4 separate regions of the Mus musculus genome follow, and all the other regions are linked to region 2. A link is a contact called in public Hi-C and promoter capture Hi-C data. All regions are on one chromosome and are shown on one strand. Each heading gives the region's core, a stretch centred on a gene start, on an enhancer-like site or on the middle of the called end of the contact. The rest is flanking DNA. Distances are from core to core; before and after follow the strand shown. Region 1 holds the start of Colec11 (collectin sub-family member 11). Region 2 has its middle 4.1 kb from the start of Gm31333. Region 3 overlaps Colec11 (collectin sub-family member 11). Region 4 overlaps Myt1l (myelin transcription factor 1-like).

Evidence for each region. Promoter capture Hi-C pulls out the DNA fragments that hold promoters and counts their contacts. A called contact is a pair of places that touch in the nucleus more often than the background predicts.
Region 1: a promoter capture Hi-C map of hippocampal neurons shows a contact between it and region 2, with 2.7 times the contacts expected there. The contact joins the promoter of Colec11 here to the enhancer-like site in region 2. A contact is called at or near these places in 4 of 39 promoter capture datasets (the 3T3-L1 cell line, embryonic stem cells, hippocampal neurons and 1 more), 1 of 484 Hi-C or Micro-C datasets (embryonic stem cells), 3 of 115 datasets of contacts at active chromatin or transcription factors (SST interneurons, epiblast stem cells and stem cell-derived neural progenitor cells) and 1 of 9 other capture datasets (embryonic stem cells).
Region 3: a Hi-C map of cerebellar granule neurons shows a contact between it and region 2, with 2.2 times the contacts expected there. The contact joins two enhancer-like sites. A contact is called at or near these places in 12 of 484 Hi-C or Micro-C datasets (the N1E-115 cell line, cerebellar granule neurons, cerebellum and 8 more) and 1 of 9 other capture datasets (embryonic stem cells).
Region 4: a contact with region 2 is called in a Hi-C map of the N1E-115 cell line, with 2.6 times the contacts expected there. The contact joins two enhancer-like sites. A contact is called at or near these places in 4 of 484 Hi-C or Micro-C datasets (the N1E-115 cell line, cerebellar granule neurons, neural progenitor cells and 1 more) and 2 of 115 datasets of contacts at active chromatin or transcription factors (astrocytes and bone marrow-derived dendritic cells).

Annotation. Positions count from the first base shown.
Region 1 is chr12:28,622,080-28,624,850 of GRCm38.p6, reverse strand. It overlaps Colec11 (collectin sub-family member 11), which reads left to right and starts at 1,521. Exons shown (of 7, transcript NM_027866.2): 1 at 1,521-1,617.
Region 2 is chr12:29,136,466-29,139,165 of GRCm38.p6, reverse strand. No RefSeq gene overlaps it. Among named protein-coding and RNA genes, the nearest start is that of Gm31333, 4.1 kb to the left of the region's middle. Within about 2 kb of position 1,380, at least 70 of the 459 cell types and tissues checked have an H3K27ac peak or open chromatin away from gene starts, as enhancers often do. A contact at or near this core is called in the N1E-115 cell line, SST interneurons, cerebellar granule neurons and 5 more, where this site is marked.
Region 3 is chr12:28,600,978-28,603,677 of GRCm38.p6, reverse strand. All of the region lies in intron 3 of Colec11 (collectin sub-family member 11), which reads left to right. Among named protein-coding and RNA genes, the nearest start is that of Allc, 20 kb to the right of the region's middle. Within about 2 kb of position 1,392, at least 25 of the 459 cell types and tissues checked have an H3K27ac peak or open chromatin away from gene starts, as enhancers often do. A contact at or near this core is called in cerebellar granule neurons, cerebellum and cerebral cortex, where this site is marked.
Region 4 is chr12:29,882,115-29,884,814 of GRCm38.p6, reverse strand. All of the region lies in intron 18 of Myt1l (myelin transcription factor 1-like), which reads right to left. Among named protein-coding and RNA genes, the nearest start is that of Gm46346, 32 kb to the left of the region's middle. Within about 2 kb of position 1,409, at least 80 of the 459 cell types and tissues checked have an H3K27ac peak or open chromatin away from gene starts, as enhancers often do. A contact at or near this core is called in the N1E-115 cell line, cerebellar granule neurons, neural progenitor cells and 1 more, where this site is marked.

The DNA of each region.
Region 1 (2,771 bases), core at 272-2,771, 510 kb after region 2:
GGGCATTTTTGGTCTTGGTTTTTGGACAGGATTTCTCTGTGTACCCTTGGTTTGGCTGTTCAGGAACTTACTCTGTTGACCAGGGTGGCATGGAACTTAGAGGTCCGCCTACCCCTGCCTCCTGACTGCTGGGATTAAAAGCATACGCTACCATCGCTCAATGTTTGGGTAGGTCTTAGGAAGGATTCTTGGAACTCTTGGTTAGCTTTGTGTACTTCTGTGAACTTCGGAAATGTGAATGAGCTAAAGCCATTTCTATTGATTTTGAGGAGAGCTACATGAGGCTCTGTTTGAGAAACAAAACATAAAAGCTAAGCTTTATTTAGAGGAGATTATAGATTGACATGCAGTTGTAGAAAACATTCCAGAGGGTTCCCTTGAGCCCAGTTTCCCCAGTGGAAAGTCTGGCACAGCACTGCAACCCAGATTCCAACATAAGCAGGCCAAGCCATGTCACCCTTGAGGCACACAGTGTCCTAGCCAATCACTGATCTGTCCTTGATTTTTATAGTTTTATCACTTTAAGAGTCTTATATGAACAGGTTGTAAGGGCAATATGGCTGCAACATCACACACTCCATTGATCGTGAAGTTGGTTTGACTGATCTGGCTTCTTCCCTCATGGATCTACAGAGTTGTCCTGAAGCTACACGCCAGCAGTACAGCTTCCCTGATGGAGGACGACTGTTGTTTCTTTGAGGGTGTTAGCGTGCTTGTGCTCCCCCGATCAACCTCCTAACAGGCTCTCAGGAGTAGTTTGTTTGTTTGTTTGTTTTTGGTTTGTTTGTTTGTTTGTTTGTTTGTTTTTCAAGACAGGGTTTCTCTTTGTAGCCCTGGCTGTCTTGGAACTCACTTTGTAGACCAGGCTGGCCTCGAACTCAGAAATCTGCCTGCCTCTGCCTCCCAAGTGCTGGGATTACAGGCGTGCGCCACCACTGCCCAGCTCTCTCAGGAGTATTTTATAGATGGAACTCCACAGTGGGTAGCTTTTGGAGTCTGTTTTGCTATAGCACAGAACTCTTGTTGATCTCTCCAGCTTGCTGTGTGGGAATGACTTGTAGTGTGTGTGTGTGTGTGTGTGTGTGTGTGTGTAAGCAGGTGCATGTGTATGCAGAGATTCATACACAGTCTCAGTATGCACTCCTACCTGGCTGGCCTTGAACTTGCTACATAGTCTAGGCTGGCCTTTAACTCACAGCAATCCTCCTGCTTTAGTCTTCAGAATGCAGGGATTACTGGCATGCACCCCCATGTTTGGCACATGCACTTATTCGAAGAAAAAGAAAAGAAAGCAAAACAGGAAAGAAAACCAAAATTGAGAGAGAATGTTTGGGGTGGGGTTGGCTGGGCTCCCCAGACACCCCTTTGGCAGCAGGGGCCGAGTTCCCACACTCCACAGGGCCCTGCAGGACAGCTGATGGTTTCAGGCAGGAAGCTCTTGCAGATAAGGCTGCAGCCTCCAGCAGATTCGCTGGGCTGTCTGACATCCCAGGCAGGGTTTCTCTCTGAGCTGGACTGCAGCTGGTCTCTGTAAATAACAGCCATGAGGCTCCTTGGAGCAGTGTCTCTGCCAGCCGGTGACTGTCAGGACAGCTCCTTCGCCTAGTGTGCATCCAGGTAAGAGATGCTGCCCCAGGACACTAGGCCAGGACTGGACAGGTGTCGAGCACAGGCAGGAGGGCAAATTTCCAAACAGGGCTGGAGGGTAGACCCAGGCTGTGGAATTTGGCAAAGTGGGATTCAGTATCCTGGAGTTGATCAGTAAGTTAGACGCTAGAGTTCTAAAATTTATTTAGCTCAGAGTTAAAGGTGGAATCTTCGAGAAGCCAGCAGAGGCAGATTCTGGTCAATCAGAATGATGGAAATACAGTTACTCAGGTTATTTAAGAGCTGGAGTTTGCATAGATCATTTCTAACTCCAACCTGAGAGAGTGACATACTCCAGGCTGGCAGTGGGCAGCATTTATGGGTTGACAGCTAAGAAAGCCCTGTTCAGGGACCTACAACACCAAGACATACTCAGCTGTGGTTTTAGGTAGTGTGGGGAGGGGACCAGGAGGGAGGTACACTTCCCTCAGGGGAGCCATCTAACAGTGGACAGAGCCTCCCAACACTGGAAAGGGGAGTAACTCCAAAGGGCAGTTGCTTGTTGTGCCCTGACACCAGGCTTTGGGACTAGCTGCTGTGTCTGAGTGGCCCCAGCTAGCAGCTCCATATTAAAATGGTCAAATTTGTAAGCCATTGCTTGGCAGAATGGAACTTGATTTGACAAGCACTCTTGCCTGGGAGAGCAGAGCTCCAAACCTTCACATTTGGTTTTCTCTCCAATCTTGAGACATCTGTGCCAAAGACGAAGGAGAACAGGCAGATGTCTCCTTACCATGGTGTTGGTAAGATCCTCCCTGTAGCCTCATGGCGGGGGGTGGGAGTGTCACTTTAGGACAGAGGAGGCTTCCAAATGACAGTACCGTTCGCAGCAGATAGTTCAGAGTCTGCAAGATCCAGGGCTTCACTGTAGGTGTTTAATGGACACGTCATGATGTGTTTGGCTACTGTGTTTCCCCCTGGCCTGCTGCCAGTTCATTCTTGTTTCTTTTGTGAATTCCACATTTAATCTCTCCCCAGAAAGCTGTCTCTTTGATGGAAGTGGGGCCCCAGTCTTTGGGCCCTGGCTAAGAGATAAGGATGTTGTTTTTAAAAAGATTTTGGGCTTGCTGCATAGTCTCCGTTTATAAAACCAAATTCCTTTCCTGAGAGGCAACGGACCAGAA
Region 2 (2,700 bases), core at 131-2,630:
TCCCACAATGCTTTGCTTCCTAGGAATGAAGAGTCCCAAGCCCTGGCCCACATGGAAGCAGCTGGGATCTACATTTTGAATAGAACATATAGAATCTGTAGGTACATCAGGGTGAGAGAAATTTTAAGGCAACTTAAGTTCAGTGAAAACAGCCCTGAAGTTAGGCGTGTTCACACCAGTAATGGGTTATTGTAGAGCAGAGAACAAATCCCCTCTAGTTGAGGGGACAGGAGAGAAATGCATAAGCATGGACATCAAGTGTCTCTCTTTCCCAGAGAGAGGTACTTTATGATGCCTCAGACAGATCAGGAAGTTCAGTGGTCAGAGACAGGCCAAGGGGAAGAAGGCAGTTCTATCGCCAGACAGAGCCTTGAGCCTGAGTTTGGGGGGCAGGGACAGGTATATCCTGTGTGAATGCGGTGGAGGGGCAGCAGTATGCAGCACACTTTTGTGGTTGAAATACAAATACCTTGTCACCCCCTAGCACACAGAGAGGGGGTAACATAAGACAATTTTGATCCTGTAAAGGTCAAGGAGGAAGCCTGTGTAATGTGAAAAGAAGGCTGGAGCAGGATGAGGTGCTGAGGCTGAGTGAGAGGCTCAGTGGGAGCCTGGCAGGACTGAATGTGGGTCCTGGTCGGTTCATGTGGACCACACTGGAGTTGGTGGAGCACAGTGAAGGGAGCATGTGAGCATCATGGAGGGAGTCAGAGAGTGGCCTGAGAGGCCTCAGAGCAGGGCATTCATGAAGTTTATGGAGCTCTGTGCACAGGCTTTAAGCACCAGGTAGACGGATTCTAGCTGTACCAGAAGGAAGAGTCCTTACCTGGGACAGTTTGGAGAATGGATAAAATGTGGTTCCTAAAGTGTCACGGCGATGAGCAAAACCTGAAGCCTGGGACCTGGCTGTGGAAGACCAGAGGATGAGGTGCAGGTGCCACGGGCAGTGGTCGAGGCCTGGTGGAAAGGAGTTAGGCTTCCAGAGACCGAATACAGAAGCAGGGGAGAAAGTTGGGAATGGCCCAGGCTGCAGGTTTTGGGTGGTCTGTGAATCTCCACCAGGGTACAGCACAGAGGCCTTGGGGAGCAGTGGGTACAGCCTGGGAGATCTGAAGAGAAAACAGAGCTCTGGGCAAAGATGGAGCACTTACCAGGGAGAGGCCAAAACCACCCAGGGATTGGCACAGGGCGGAAAGGACATGAACAGACTCTGGGGGTTGGTGTCATCAATGGGGTAGGGTAACCTGCTAAGAGTGGTACCAGGGAGGCCAGGAAGCTGGGCCTTCCTCACCCAATCCCCTGAAAGATCACCTAGGAGTGAGTCAATGCGTCTCCCGCAAGCGACCTTGAATACTCCCTTTCTCTGCGCCGTGGCAAGCCAGCCTCCTCTCAGTTCTCACAGTGTCCTACTTTCCAGAGGTGTGGGCTTGGAGAGAACACCTGCAGAATCTGGAATGAATCAATGAATTAATATGCATGCTGCCTCTGGCCAGCAGCTGGGAGTCCCTCCCCAGCCAGAGAAGCTGGCCTCTGCTTAGGCTGTGCAGTCTCCAGTGTAGCCAGTCCAGCTGGCTGAAACGAGCCAAGCAGTCAAGCCTGCAGCCGACTATGCACACCAGTGCCAGGGCAGGCCATGAGTGGCACACCTCTAGGACTTCGGATGCACAGGACATTCCCAGTCCCACCTCCTGCTTTTTCTCTACAGCACCAGGAATATACACATGTGTGCATAGATGCACAAGCGATTCACGTGTGCAAAAGTACACGTACCATGCATACACCCAAATGTATAAAACCACATAAGGGCACATATGTGCATACATGTGTCCATGTGTTTACATAAACATACTCCACAGTCCATTGACTCCCTCAGGGATAAAGTGTCCCTCTCCCCCTTACCTCCTTTGCAACTTAGAAAACCTTCTGGCCTCATGCCTCCCCAGTGAGCACTCTCTGCACACAGGGACTTCCCAGCCCTGTCCTGCCTGCCATGGGCCGCTCTCCTGCCATCTGGTCACAGAGTCTGATAAGCATGGGCAAGCAGCCAATTTGGCCCCAGCTCTGCTTGTAGGCTGGACTGGCAGATAAATTGGTTGTGGAGGGGAGCAAGGAGGGGGAGTAGGGGGGTCTATGGGGGGGCGTGTGGGCAGAGGAAGGATTTTAGATTCTCTCTCTGCTAAGCCATGCACCAGCTTTCCAAGCTCATTGCAGTGCCGTGAAGCTGACAGAGTGCCAGCCGGGAGCAGGCAGATGGTGCTGGGCGGGTGTGGGCCAAGTGGGAATGGGCAAGGACCTTGTCAGAATAGACATAGGGCAGCAGCCCCATCCTACCCTACCCTAACCTTGCCCCCACCCCTGCCCCCACCCCTACCCCCACCTCCACTCCCACCCCCAAGAAAGCTGTGGTCTGCTAACCTCACTACCTATACAGGATGCTCCAATTCATTCTGGTTTATGCCTGTCCTGAGAGGCACTGACCTAAGAACTTGGAGTTGCTCAAGAAAAGACTTGGTTATGGCCTGATGTCAGCTCTTGCACAGAGCAGTTATGACACTGGTGTGACCTTTGAGATCTCTAGAGATAAACCTTGAAAACCACAAGATTTAGACATTAATACACACACATTTCTGGGCCCAGGCTGCAGGGGTGTCTTCTGGGAAGAGGAATGAGGGCTCTGTGACAGGGGTTACTTAAGTCAGA
Region 3 (2,700 bases), core at 143-2,642, 540 kb after region 2:
TCATAGGTGTAGACCCAGCACAGGGGCCACTGAGCCAAGCTCTGTGGTGGCACAGAGCCACTGAGCAAGGCTGTCAGGCATTGGGGTGGTCACTGGGAGAGAGGACAAATGGCTTATTTGTGGGTGTTTTCTTTCAAAATCCTTTACCACAGGATTTTAGCTTCTTACTTTACAAAAGAGTTCATTTATGTATTTAAGTATTTTTCTTGAACACACACACTCTCTCTCTCTCTCTCTCTCTCTCTCTCTCTCTCTCTCTCTCTCTCTCTCTCTCTCTCCCCCCCTCTCTCTCTCTCTCCATTCCATATGTGTGCCTGTTTCCAGAAGAAAATATCAGATTCCTTGGAACTGAAGTTATAGATGGTGTGAGCTGCCATGTGGATTCTGAGAACTGAACCCAGGTCTTCTGTAAAAGCAACCAGTGTTCTTAACCACTAAGTCATCGCTCCAACCTCTTGTATGTATTTTGGGGTAGGGTCTCATTCTATCTCATTCTATAGCTCTGGCTCACTTGAACCTTAACTATGAAGACCCAGGCTGGTCTTGAACTCGCAGGGTTTTATCTGCCTCTGCTCCTCAAGTGCTGGGATTAAAGATGTGAGCCACCGTATCCAGCTTACATTTTTATTTTTCTGAGGCTGGGTTTCATGTAGTCCAGGCTGGTCCTGAAATTATATATAGTCAAGGATGATCTTGGACTGCTGGGTTTCTTACACATATCTCCCGAATGCTAGGAGTACAAGCATGTGCTACTGTGCCAGTTTACACCATACTGGGGGATTGAATTTGGAGCATTGAGCACGTTAGCCAGTGCTCTCTCAACTAATCTATACCCCAGCCCCAGACTCCAGGTTTACAGAGGTGGAAACAAAGGCTCAGAGAGATTAAACAACTTGTCCGGGGTTACTCAGCTCCGTAAGGTCAGAGAGGATGTGCAGACTCAGGGCTGTCTCACTCCTCTTCTCCCCAGACCTCTGCACATCTTAAACCAATGGCATCAATGCTATGTGCATTGTCCAGCACTCAGGGGCCCAAGGGGCCCCCTAAAGGCTGCAAGCTGCTGCCTACCCAGGCCAGCTGGCAGTGTTTGCTTTCTAGGGCTCCAGACTCTGCCTCCCTGTGTCCTTCACATCCTCTGTGCTGAGTTGCTGCTGGCTCCACCGTGCCCCATTCTCCACACTTGCCCTTAGTTCCTGTGTTCCCTGATGGTAGGGGCTTGGCACGTGCACTTCTCCAAGGACAGGAGCTGAGTGTGGTGCCAGCTGGTACCAGGAGCCAAGTGTCAGCAACAGCTTTGAATCTCTGCTCCTGTTGGGCTGCGAGGGATGGGCTGAAGCCAAGTGTTCTCAAATCAGCCTCAGGTTGCGGCTGTTTTATGACAGCCAGACTCATGCTGGACTCTGCTGCACCCACTCAGTCCTAGGACAATAGAGTGCTAATTGATTGTTATGTTAAGGTGGGGGTTTTGCAGGAAAGAAAACAAAATCACCCTGGGGCATTTGAGATGCAGGTGTTTTTCCTCCAGGGATTTTTGAGCCCCTTAATCCTATCTGCCTGTTGCCTCAGGGATCCAACTTTCTTATCCCTTGTGTGGCTGGAAGGCTGAGAAGACAGAGGGGTGGTATAACTTTTCCTCTACCACAGCCTTGAACCAGTTAGATGCTTCAAAGGGAAGCAATCCCACAGTGGACCAGAGACCTCTGGATCCCTTCCCATCCTTTCCTACACAGCACACAACAGGTTCTGCCTGCACACTCAGGAGCCTCAATCCCGCCAGCCTCCTGGTAGTAGGCAATAGGTCTCCCAGGGTTTTGAGCATTTAGTGGGAGATGGTCTTTCTTTGGTTTTCACTTTCTAGGATCCATCTACCCAGGCTCTGTCTGTCTAGACATGTGGCAAGCCTGAGTTTTGGGATGACAAACCTGTCTGTTCTTTATACACAAGAGCAATGAAGTGGGGTTGGGGCGGGGGAAGAGTCCCCAGGTGGCAGATGGGTAAGCTGAACCTTGACTCCTGCATGTGGGGAGCTGCTCTGTCCCCACCTCCATGGTGGGGCTTCAGTGGGTCATTCTGGCATGTCCAATCTGTAGTGCCCATGCTCCATGCAGCCAAAGACAGCTTCATTAAAACGTTAGCTATTTTTTTGTGATTTCCTTAAAAACCCAATTGCATGGTCTAGCATGAACTACACTGATGTCAGAGGAGTCTTGGGATTTCAAAAGATTAGGCACAATTGCTAAAGTCTCCCCTTCTTTTCCTGTTCTTTAACTCATTGATCAAGGCGCTGACTGATGTCCTGATGGGTCTGCTGCTCCCTGCCCTGGTCTCAGCCTTTCTTTCTTCTGAATGCCCTCCCTGTGCCCCCTGTAGGGCTTCACGGAGTTGCTACTAAGCCTGCCTCCCATCTTTTCTGGTGCCCTCTGATCCCTCTAGATTCCTTCTTTACCGGCGTCAAGCCGTATTCTGCCCCCATGTTACACCCACAGCCTTTCTTCCACAGAGAGGGCACAGGATACCCTCTCTGGCTTTCCTGGTTTTAGGATGACCCACTCTGCACCTGAGTACTCAGGCTGGAAGCCTTGACCTCGCCTCATATCCCAACACTGAGGTGCTGTCAACTCCCAGACACTTGCCAGTTAGGAAGATTCTTTTCTGTCTCCTAGATGCTGTCTAGCTAGCCACGGCTGGCCTCTGTGCTTG
Region 4 (2,700 bases), core at 160-2,659, 750 kb before region 2:
GCAGACCCAGGGAAAGCCTGAACCCAGGTCAAGAACAAAGCCACACACTGAGGACAGTCCGCAGATGCTCCCCAAGGCCTTAGTTTCCCTCTGTTTAGCATGGTTCTGCTTAGCAATGCTGAGGGTGGGCTAGCACGTTAGCTAAGTATAGAGGTGAGACTGGAAGGCTACCCGTGCACAAAAATGAGGCTAGCCCACAAGCCTGGTACACTGTGGCTGGCAGACTAGTCACTCACAGATGTGCTTTCTCCAGACTGGATGACACAGTGCCAAGGAGCAGGTGGGCACACAGGAACTGGACCAGTTTCAAATGTGCGAATGGCAGATTGCCACACTTGGATGCATAAGCAAGTTTCAGGGTTTAGAAATTTTCTAATTTCCCTCTGGCCCCATGAAAGGGAATGTGCATCTCGGTCTCAGGGATAGAGGTCAATATCTTCCACACCACATGTAAGGGTAGAGTTTAATTTATGGCCTGTGTTAGGGGAGGAGCAAAGCCACCTGAATGTCAGGGCAGTGGAGGTGTCTGTGGAGTGCTCAGGTCCACGCAGGAGGAGGTGGACCTTTGAAATAGCCATTGGCTACAGAATAAGGCTGAGATTGTTTGAATGAAACCTACTTGTCAATAACAGCTCTATCCCTGACTGGGGACTGGGTTTGAACAGATTAACTGTGTTAGCCTTCACGTCCTGTGTGATGATAAGGCCTGTCACTCAATAGCTAAGAGAATATTTCCTGAGAAGTGATTCAGTAGGCTTGTTCAGTGGTTGATTTTGCCAATGCTGAGGCACTCACCTGAGAGAAACCATCCTGAGAGATACTGAAAGGAATAACAGTTCTGGTTGGAGGTGTTTCAAGAGACTCTGTGTTTCCTACTCACCAATGACCTACACTCGGCCTTATTTTCTACTGTAGGGAGATTTTAAAGCTCTTCCTAATTTAAAACCTAGTGAAAGTTAATTGAGAGTTTATTCCTTTAACAAGAGTAAGCTCAAATGAAAATGAGGTCTTATATCCAAGAAAGAACAACGATAATTGGCTCCTCCTACCCCCACCTACAAAACCTTTGCAGCAAGTTCTACGTGTTAGGCTGTCCTTTACAAAGGTATAATTTGTCACCTAGTAAGAAAGAGGTTCAAGATGCACTCTTCCTACCACAAAAGAAAAAAATAATTTTCTCACTTTCAGGGTTGTCATTGTTTTGCAGAAGGTTTGCTTTCAGGAACTCGGCCAGGTGAGACCACCTGTTAGCCATGAGGCTGTGGGCCTGCTCACAGCCAGGACGGTAGCTGTGGGGCTAGAGAGCCTCTCTGAGAGGAGCAGAGAAGGGCAGGCCCACTGATTGCTCCTCTCCCCCTGCACTGTTTGAGCTCCTAACTGCTGAAGCGCTTGCTGCCTGCCACTCTCTACCAGCAGGTGGCACCTTTGGGCCGAGAGAGGGAGCTGGGGCTGCTTCACCTGCCCTCCCAGGCATTTATTCCTATCTGACTATTCAAGACTTTAAGGCTTTCTTAAACTCATAGATTTACATATAAAATTTCCCAGCCTTAAGAAATTTCAATATTCAAAACCACAATTTTCTGCAGCCTCAAGTGAGGAGATGAAGATTCCTCTAAAAAAGGGCCCTGCCTCTCAGGCCTCTCCTCCACTCCGGGCCTGGGGGAGGTGTGTGGAATCCACTTTTCCTGTCACGCTGGTAACCATCCCTCTAGGAGCACATCTTCCCAGGAAGGGAGGCCCACGTGGGACAATCAGAGGCAGTCTGTGTGCACAGCTTGGGTTTTTGAAACCACAGAAGAGATGGGCTGGGTTTCCATGGAAACGGCCCTCAGCTCCCTAGGGGGAGGCAATGGCTTGGCTGTCAACACTGAAGTGCTTCTGGCAGGCCAGGGGAGGTTTTAAAGGACACTGTTCGATGGCCCTTCTTGCTTTCCTAACAGCAGCCATGGACAGCAGTAGGGGGGTTATTTTAGGCTTTTATAGTTAAGGATGTAAAGTTTGTTAAACAAAGTGCTTCGCTTTATCGGTATATTTTTTCTCATTACAATGGGAATATGAGTAAGAAAGGAAATGAGGAATAAGTAATCTCATTTCATACTCTCTGCTTCTTAGATTGTGAGACAAAACACCCCGGTCTTCTTGCTATAACCTGGTCTTGTCTTTGTGATAATAAAAGAAAATAATTTTTGGTGGTACATATTGCTCTCTGGCTGTGAACACTGGTCTTGAAGAACCATGACAGAAAAATAATTTTTAAATGTCTTAAATAGTGCTTAACTGGAGAGACATGCAGATTCAGGGGACATCCAGAAGTTCTCAGAGACCATTCTGATCCCAGGGCACAGTCCTCTGCTGCCAGGGAAGCTAACTGCTGCTTACTGGGGTCTGAAACCCCTGGCCACTCTGCCTTCTGTTTTTCTACCTATTTATCATCAAGAAAACACAGAACCTCTTTAAGAACAGCCACTGGCCACACCTACCCAGAGAGTATCAGATATGTCCTCTAACATAGAAAAAAAAATGACTATCAGTATACTGAAATATATAATCTTAAAGTCAGAGAACTCTGATTTAGAAAAAGATGGGACAGTAGCCAGCACACCTCAATTGTGATAGGAATTTGTCCTCAATGGGACTCAAGCCCCATTACACAGCCCCATGTGGTACCCTTTTTATAGAACCATAACCTGGAGAGAGAAT